Linked DNA regions of Mus musculus: region 2 is linked to region 1. The links are chromatin contacts, called in public Hi-C maps. All regions are on one chromosome and are shown on one strand. The core of a region is the stretch at or near the end of the contact, and the rest is flanking DNA. Distances in the headings are between cores, read along the strand shown.

Region 1 (4,829 bases), core at 1,195-3,694:
GGGTTCATTCCCAGCACCCACACGGTGGCTCATAACAGTATGTAACTCCACTCCCAGAGGATCTGATGCCTTCTTCTGGCCTCCTTCAGCACCAGGCTAATATACAGTATACATACATTCAAGCAAAGCATTCATACACATAAAATAATAATTCTAAATAAACCTAAATAAAATTATGAAGAGCAATATCTAATAACACCCCCCCATCCTCTCTCGAGACACGATTCTCTGTCTCAAGAACACTATGGAAAACACAGACTAGTTTTGAACTCACAGAGATCCACCTGCCTTTGCCTCCTGAGTGCTGGGATTAAAGTAGAGCACCACTCCACCCTGCCTTTTTTTCATTTGCTCTATCCACAGAACAGAGGCCTTAAGCAATTTTAAAATTTTTATTTGGTGGAAGAGGTCTTCTTGCAGTGCTAAGGACTGAAACCAGAGGTCACATCAGCAGGCCCTGGCTCTGTGAGCTAGAATCTCACTATGCAAGGGCTAGAGAGAGGTGGCTCAGAGATTGAGAGCACTTGTTACTTTTTGTGATGGTTTGTATATTCTTGGCCCAGGGAGTGGCCCTATTAGGAGGTGTGGCCTTGTTGGGATAGGTGTGGCCTTGCTGGAGGAAGTCACTGTGGGGGTGGGCTTTGACACTCCTCCTAGCTGCCAGAGAGATTCAATCTAGAAGATGAGGATATGGAACTCTCAGCTACTCCTGCACCATGCCTGCCCTGATACTAATGTACCAAACCTCTAAGCCTGTAAGCCAGCCCCAACTAAATGGTGGCTTTATAAGAGTTGCCTTGGACATGGTGTCTGTTCACAGCAATAAAACCCTAACTAAGACACGCTTACAAAGGACTTGGGGTTAGAGTTTCTAGCACTCAATCGTAGTTCACATGCTAGCACTGGGCATTCCTAAGGGACAAATACATACATGCACCGGGGAGGCAGAAACAGGTGGATCTGAGTTCAAGGCCAGCCTGGTCTATAGAGTGAGTTTCAGGAGCTCCAGCTACATATTGAGACCCTGTCTTAGGGGAAAAAAAAAAAGAAGATGAAACAATGTGTCACGCTAGCAGCCTGGTATGGGTTGAAAATCCCAATGTTGCCCAGGCTAGCTTTGGTTTTGTTGCTTTTGGTTTTGAGACCTCCTGTCTCAGCCTCCAGTGTTGGGACTAAGAGCATCATCCAATCTATTCTGTCCAATTTACTCCCCTGCTATCTCAAGATACTGTTAAACCTGTCTTCAGTCACAGCTCCAGCTTGGTTCTCACTGGCATTGCTGATCAGAACTACTGTTCATGCTCCCGAAATGGTCTATTTACTCCCAGTAAACCTCTTATCTTTCTCCAATCTCATCACACCATTAAGCCTGAGGGATCAAGTCCTCTTTTGCACCACATTCTGGAGGAGAGAGAAAACTATCGCTGGCTTCCTATTAATTTTAAAGTAAAAGCTTCAACTTCCTGCAAATCTTCATGACTTCCAGGTTCATCCCATACCATATTCACTTTAAGCTAGCGCTCTCGCTCTCGCTCTCTCTCTCCCCCCACACCGGCTCTTTGTGTCTCCCTCATCTTTCCGACTGATAGAACCTGCTGTTCTGTGCAGAACGTTCTCCCTTCCTCTCTTCCCCTAATTAGAACCGTCCCATCAGATAGGAACCGCTCAGATGTCTTTTCCTTTAAAAAGCCTTCAAGTTTATATTAGTAACTCACAGCAAGAGGCATCGCTTGTTTAGGTAGTCTTCCGATCAAATGGTTTTTGTTTAACATCAAATTTGTTTAACACGTTTCCCACACTCTGGGGTAGAGGACCATATTTCTTCAGAATGACCCCCAAACGCACTGCACAATAAATATCATTTGGACCACTTTCGAGAAGACCTGGCACGCAAGCATGATTGTTCGATTTCTCAACTAAACTGTGCTTCGGAAGAACCATCTGATACTTTCCTCATCACTGGCTGTCTCGGGGACATAAATTAAAGCCCTTTTAAAAAGACGGCTAAATCAGTGACAACTAAGTCCGCCGCCTCAGCCAAGTCCGGCACTGAAGCCTGGAGGCCAGGACTCGGGCCAGCACAGAGCTAGACGCAGAATTGGCATCCTGCAGAGCAGCTGTCAAGGGATAGCCGTCTGAGGGTTCGAGTCCTGGAGCCAGAGATGCCAAAGCTCCGCTCCAGCCTACCAAGGGACTTCTCTTTCCGGCGACACCTCCTGCCACCCCATGCTGCTAAGGCTGATAGCTGAAAAGGGCAGGCTCAGGCCTATCACCACCTCGCACCTTCCAGATTGGAACAGCCACCCGCCTGATTCCCCACACACTCACTCCGCGTCCGCGCCTAGCAGGACAGCCGCTTCATAGCTAGGAACGCCAAACCTGCTCCGCTCGTTCTCACCCACGATGCACTGCGCGCCCGAGGGGGCGGGGGAGAACGCCAGCTCCGCGACCCAATCCCAGAGTCGCCTTCTCGTGACGTCATCAGAATGGGACCAATCACAAGAGTGTATTCAGAGGGCTTTCCAGAAGGAAATGTTAGAAGCCAATTGGTTGCTCCTCTCCGGAAGTTCTGGAGGAAGAACTCAGTTGGAACCAATTGCGCGGCGCCTCCGGTCGGCGGCGCGGTTAGTGGCGGCGCCGAGGAGAGTGGCTGCCGCCATGATCGAGCAGCAGAAGCGTAAGGGCCCGGAGCTACCCCTGGTTCCCGTCAAGCGGCCGCGACATGAGTTGCTGTTGGGAGCGGCAGGAGCCGGCCCCGGAGCGGGGCCGCAGCAGGCGACTCCAGGGGCATTGCTGCAGGCGGTAAGTGGGGAGTCATCCCGCCTTTGGCCCTCCGCCCCTCTTCCTACGGATGATGTCGCCTCTGAGGGAACGGAAAGACAGTGAGCCTGAAGTTAAAATAGGCTTCTGTGAAGGTGCCTGGTGTTCTCTGTGTGGTTCATACGTGTTTCCCTAGTAGACGCCTGTTTTCAGCCCTTCAGTGGCATTGAATCATTTAAAACCTTGGCCTCAAAATCAAGACCCAAGCTTCCGCATCCTAAATCTTCAGGGGTTTAGCATAAAAGAAACATTCAGGAAAGTTTGCAGAGTGGACGAATGAATGAGAGGGGAGGCAATGGAAATGAATGATAGCTCGCTTTACTACCTGGTAGAACTTTTTTCTTTCTCTGCATTTATAATTGTAATTAACACTCGTTGGATGTTATCTTGGATGTTTTGCGTGTGAAATTTCCATTAACCATGGTACCTGACTGAAAGAAGCTGTTACTTTGCAAATGGGGAAGGCAAACTTTTTTGTATCCAGAAGATCCATGGCTCCAAGCCAGTGTAGGCTATTTATTATGGCAAAGTCCTGTTGAAAGAGAGAAGAGAAGAGATCTGTGTAACTATGATCTTTTTTTTTACCTTCTTGTTAAAACTGTTTTTATGTCATCTGACATCACTGCAGGTAGAGCTTAATTTAGTATTCCTGGTTTTTGTCTTTGAACCAAGGATTGGTTATTAATCCAGTAGCCAGGGGAATCATGGAAATATTAAGTCACATGGTATACTCTGCTGAAAACATTATGTTGGCTTTCTATTGTGCGTTTTTTTAAAAATCAAATTCTCTGTAATAATCCCCTCCTTACCTTGTTCATCTACCAGTTTTCTGGCATGTCACTTGGCTCAAGACACCGACTTATAATGTTCTTTCTTTCCTTGGTGCTTTTGCTGGAATGTTCTTTTAAATGCCCACATGGTCAGCTGTTTGCTCTTTCAAATCTTTGCTCAGACACCAGGTTTTCAGAGGGGCTTTCCTGACCACTGTGTTTCAAGTTGGAGTGTCCTGTAATCTGGAACCCATACTGTTTCTTCCCATGGCACTCAGCACTGGGTGGCTCTGTGTGCCTTTCTCTCACTTTCCACTAGAATGCAAGGTCTACTGTTTTACTGAGTGCTGTTTTAGGCGTGTGTGTGTGAGTGTGTGTGTGTGTGTGAGTGTGAGTGTGTGTGTGTGTGTTTCATATGTGGGGAGGGGGAACTCAGTGGCCAGAAAAGAATGTTGGATCCTCTGACCCTAAAGTTACAGCCCTTGAAAGCTGCCCATTGTGGATGCTGGGAACTGGACTTGGGTCCTTTAGAAGAGCAGTAAGTGCTCTTAACCACTGAGCCATCTCTTTAGCCAACATGTGACACTTTTTGAATAAAAATGTTGGATGAGTATGATCTTGGTACATTATTTGCATTTATGGATATATCAAAATGAAACCCATTGCTTATAGATAGTACATGATAATAAAAATAAGTAAGTCTGCCGGAATCTGCTAAAGAGATTTCAGGATTATTGGTAGTACACTTGTTCTTATTTAATGAGTAAGATTGCCTAGGTTTATTCTCCAAGATCATAATCAAATCTACTTTGCTAAGCCTGGCACAGTGATACACACTTGTTCTTAGGAGGACTGAAAATTTTAAGACCTTCCTGGGCTACATATTAAGACCCTGCTCATTCCCCCAAAATCTATTTTGCGTAATAAGCTGTACCATACAAGGTTTTTCAAAGGCTAGCTGGGTGAACTTGAGACAGGAAAATGGTGACTAAAATGAAGAATGTACCTGTACTCCCAGAGCTTCATCTCTTTGGGGAAAAAGAAAGGCAAGAAAGGGAAATTCAGGTAGTGATGGGGCTTTGACCGCCTGCCCTGGAGCTAGTGGAATACTGGTGTGGGGAGGTACCTCACTCAAAGTAGGTTAGTTTGAGTGATGAAAGACAGACTCTGAGGAGGAAATATTTAAAAGATACAAAATAAGGAAGGTCTCTTGTGAAAGACATCTTTCTATGTTAAGAT
Region 2 (4,829 bases), core at 1,613-4,112, 1.7 Mb after region 1:
AGGCCATCCTCATTTGGTCTACAGAGTGAGTTCTGAGATAGCCGGGGCTACACAGAGAAACCCTGTCTCGAAAAAAAACAAAGCAAGGCGGAGGAGGAAGGAGAGAGAGAGATTTAAAAATAGAATTATAGTGTCATTTTTAGAGTTATTTTTTAAATTATTAATCCTTAAAATAAAGGGACAGTTCCAATGTGACGTCTTAATTTGTTTCCTCCACTGACCAGAGTTGAAACACTCACTTAAGTATGGGAGGGATGCTTTTCTGCTAGTCAACTACCTTGATATTTCCATGACATTTAAAGAAATTTACAGTGAAATGAACATAAGAAAGGTTGGGAGAATGAAACCCATAAAGCTATGTGTTCCCTAGTGTGTTGTTGTGATAAAAAGAAATACACAACTACCCTCGGTTTCAGCTCCTAAAACTCTTGAAATCACCAGTAGTAAATGCCTTTTCTATGCTCAGAAATAATGGATGGCTGGGCCTCCTGGAAAAGCCTGGGACGGGGGCTGCTTTCGAGTCTCATTCCTCAATCTCCTGGGAGAGGAGAAAGCCTGAAGACTGAGTTAATTGCCAGTGACCAATGGTATAATTAATCACAGCTATGTAATGAAGCTGCCTGTCTAGTGTTGGAGTCACAAGGCAAGGCACCCGACATGAAGATAAGGCTATAGTGGATACTCCAGCTTCAGGTCAGCCACTGAAATGGATACCCTTGCCTGTGCCACACAGGAGAAATGAGCCGTTTCACAAAGCTGTTTTGTGATCGACTACGGATCATGAAAAAGTTTTAAGTGACTGCGTTGGGGTTGATTGATTGTATAACAAAGGTAACTGATGTGGACCTGTGGTACAAAGGAAAGAAACAACTTTAAGGTCTTCACAAAGCCTGACAATACAGGAGAACTAGCAAACAAACCAACCAAAGCACAGGAGATAGGGAATCGCAGCAGATAAGTAAATCCCACCTTATCCGTAAAAAAGGACCTTACGTGCAGATAGACGTGGCAGGATATGTAACTCAGTGGTAAGGTGATAGTTTAGCATGTTTGAGGCTCTGAATTCAATTCCTGGCCTTGGGGAGGAAGTGTTCCCATCAAAGAAGTGAAAAGCCACAGAACCTAGGAGAATTTTATCGGATATCTTAAAAAGATCTATTTTACAGACTATAAAAAAGCTCCTGGTTAGGTTTAGTAGCACAGGCCTATAACTAAGCATGTGGAAGGCTAATACAGGAGCATCAAGGGAGGGAAGAGGGGAGACAGACTAGGGGTGCTTGTAAGAGGGAAGAGAAGATGGTTTCTCCATCAGAAAGCAGGCCAAGGAAAGGATATATCCCAAACATGACCACATCCTGAAGAGGGGTGGCTGTTATCTTCTAAGTCACATTACACAGAGCCGTACTAGTAACTGCACACGCTTCTCTGTTAAATCTCTAAAGTCTAAGGCTGTAAGATGGGAACAGAATGTTCCAGGCTGGTCTCAGCTGTGTTCTGCCTGAGTATTAAGAGAAGGCTCTCCTCTGGGACAGAAAAAGAAAGAGAAAGCCATACTCCCTGAGGTCAGCAAGGAACTCCCCAGAGGAAGGAGGATCTTTAGGAACAAAAGCCCTTACTATGATCTCCAATTACTCTGTCCCACATAAAAGTCTGGATAATTCATTTTATTTAGTATGATAGAAAATGTTTTTTTTTCCTAGCAAAACATAATATTACTAAAAAACTAGGTCTGGCTCCAACATCACATTGCCCTCAAAATCCTGATGGGTGTGGTACATGCTCCTTTCATTGCAGCAGTCTGGAGGCACAGGCAGGTCGACCTCTGATCAATAGTGAGTTCCAGGACAGCCAGAGATGAATAGAGAGACCCTGCTTCAAAAAACAAGACAACAAGTGTATCCTCAAAGGACTACTAGTTGGAAAGTATGGGAAAGAAGATAAAGGAGAAGAAAGGAGGAAGGCAGGGAGATTTTCAACAAAGCAATACAAATTCTTTGTGGAAGTGGACAAAGTGCTTGCCAAGCAAGCATGAGGACATGACTTCAGATCCCTAGAACCCACATAAAAGGGCGGCAAGGCAGGTGTGACAGCCACCTGTAATTTAAGCACTCAGGTGGCAGGCACAAGGAATCTCTACGATGACTAGCTAGCTGACTAACTAGAACTGGCTAGCTCTGGGTTCAACAAGAGACTCTGACTCAACAAAGGAAGTAGAGTGTGATCAAAGATGTGCAAAGTCAACTTTGGGCCTCCATACACATGTGCATGGACACACACACAAACACACACACACACACCCCACACACTCATGAAAAACTTTAGGCTGGGTGTGGTGGCTGGCACAAAGCTCTGATCCCAGCACTGTGGAGTGAGAGGCAGAAAGATCTCTATGATTTTGAGGCAAGCCTGGTCTACAGAGCATTCATGTGTTGTTCCCTATCTTAAGAACGAAAACCCAAAGTACAATGTTACTAGGATAGATGTCATAAAGAGCCAAAAATGTCCACAACTCTCTGTTGAAAGTTCCTCCAAATAGAAAGAGAAGCCAGGATCAGGATCAGAGGGCAGGCAGCATGCTCAGTGAGGCCTGAGTTTGATACTCGGCACTAGGAAGAAAAGCATGCGTCAGTATTCTTTTTCAAAGGAAAACAGGAACATAATACTTCCCCCAAATGTATAAAAAGCACAAACATATGTACAGTCATCATTTTGGTTAAATGCATTTTTTTAAATATATACTTCACAAAAATGAGGTACTATTTCTTTCTAAAAAGATTCAAGACTCTTCCGATTTCGGGCAGTTTGTCTAAAGGCTGCCTTAAAAGCCACCCTCCCAGAGCAAACCTCTTCCTGTTTGTCAAGTGTGTGTTTACTTTCACATCTGCTTCAAAAGATAAAAGCAACAATGGGGACACCAACCACAAGACTGTGTCCTACCAAGCCGGAAATGACGCTATAAACCCAGACTTGCTGTGAAATGGGTCTTCAGAACACTCACACACAGGCTAACATGCAAATAAAAACTTAAAAAATTTACAGTGTGAGTCTGAATCAAACCCAAAGATCGACACTGGACAAAACTGCATTACATATTTGCATACAACCATTATACAGACCCAAAGACATCCAATTTCAGTAGACAAGGGTACAAGTAAGGTATAAAAATACAAAGGCTCGGAGGGTAGGTGAGCTACACAAGCCTAGCAACCTGACTTCAATCCCTAGAACCATATAAAGAAGAGAACTATGCCACAGTTTGCCTCTGGCCTCCACACAAGCAAACATCATACACATCTGTGTACACACACACACACACACACACACACATACACACGACTACAATAGTAAAAATTAATCAGAGATACTTAGCAGGAGCTGGGTGATGGTGGTGCATGCCTTTAATTCCAGCACAGGGGAAACAGAGGCAGGTGGATCTCTGTGAGTTGGAGGCTAGCCTGGTCTACAGAGTGAGTTCTAAGACAGCCAGGGCTACACAAACAAAACCTAGTCCAGCACAGCCAGGCTATGTTACACAGAGAAACTGTCTAAAAAAAAAAACAAAAAACAATATATATATATATATATATATGTATGTGTGTGTGTGTGTGTGTGTGTGTATTTAAGAGCACCTAGAGTGACTGCAAACATCTGCAATCCCAACATTTCAGAGATGCAGGCAACAGAGTCACAAGTTCAAAGTCACCCTCAACTACATAGCAAGTTTCAAGGCTAGCCTGGGGGTACATGAGACTGCCAGGAAAGAAGGAAGAGAGGGAGGGGGAAGGAGAGCCAGCCACATTAAACAAATGTCACTTCTTCTCTTTTCCCTTTGATAAAATCTGTATGATAGGCACATACTATGCATATATTTCCTAAAATATGATTATCCTCATTTTACACACACACAAATACAGCTTTAGAAAAGGACTTTCACAAGACAACAGTTATAGAGAACTCATCAGCTTTGACAGAAGGTTTACATCCAAAGCTCTTACCCCCGACAAGCAAAAGGGTCTCAGTAAGGTCTCATCACTCTGAATGCCAATTTTCAATTGTGTGATTCTGGACAAGCTACTTAGCTTTTAACTTGTTACCTAAACTGTGAATTGAGATTAATAACACTCCAGTAACCTGGGGTGAGGCTTAACTATGAAAATCATCATGACAGCCAGGCATCTGGTGTCTAAGTATTTCACAGACACCTAAGGATGTGGCTCACAGTAGGAAGCTAGCCTAGCATGCACCAGCACCTCAAGAGAAAAAAAAAAAATTCACATTTGACTTCCTATATTTAACTCATCTAATCACCATAACATTAAAGGTATAGAACATCCCTACCATTATAGAATGAATTAATTATCACAGATGTGAGTTAACCTGCCCATGGCCACGACTTAGAGTGGCATAAGTGGAATTTAAAACAAAGCATTGCACCCCAAAGCTGTACTCGAACGTCTACACTATATCTACAAAGTATAAAGCACAAAGCCTGAACCAGGTAAGCTAGCAGTGAGCACTGACACTGTTTACCTGGCACACTGAGCAGGCTCCAGTAAACACTGCTGGTGATAGGCTGAGAGAGTAGGACAGCCAAGACCTAGGCTAGTTACCACAGGCTGACTCTGCTTTTTCTATAAGTATGTGCTTTTCCACACACAACAAAGTCACTCTTACACTTCTAGTCCTACTACTAATACCAGATCTCTGGACTCCTTTCGGGCAGGCTCACGCCCTCTACATTCTTTTACAATCACATATACTCACAGGACCCTGCTCATCCTAGACAATATGCAGTAAATTAATGAGTAATACCCTTCCTGCCCTCAAAA

What was found. Hi-C and Micro-C count contacts between places; a contact is called where the count stands out from the background.
Region 2: a Hi-C map of B cells shows a contact between it and region 1, with 5 read pairs. The contact joins the enhancer-like site here to the promoter of Zcchc17 in region 1. A contact is called at or near these places in 1 of 39 promoter capture datasets (hippocampal neurons) and 1 of 484 Hi-C or Micro-C datasets (B cells).

The regions. Positions count from the first base shown.
Region 1 is chr4:130,357,548-130,362,376 of GRCm38.p6, forward strand. Zcchc17 (zinc finger, CCHC domain containing 17) reads right to left here and starts at 2,445. Exons shown (of 8, transcript NM_153160.5): 1 at 2,329-2,445. Snrnp40 (small nuclear ribonucleoprotein 40 (U5)) reads left to right here and starts at 2,585. Exons shown (of 10, transcript NM_025645.2): 1 at 2,585-2,802. The coding sequence starts at 2,659.
Region 2 is chr4:132,037,554-132,042,382 of GRCm38.p6, forward strand. The region is part of intron 1 of Epb41 (erythrocyte membrane protein band 4.1); the gene reads right to left. Among named protein-coding and RNA genes, the nearest start is that of Gm36157, 9.6 kb to the right of the region's middle. Within about 2 kb of position 2,863, at least 148 of the 459 cell types and tissues checked have an H3K27ac peak or open chromatin away from gene starts, as enhancers often do. A contact at or near this core is called in B cells, where this site is marked.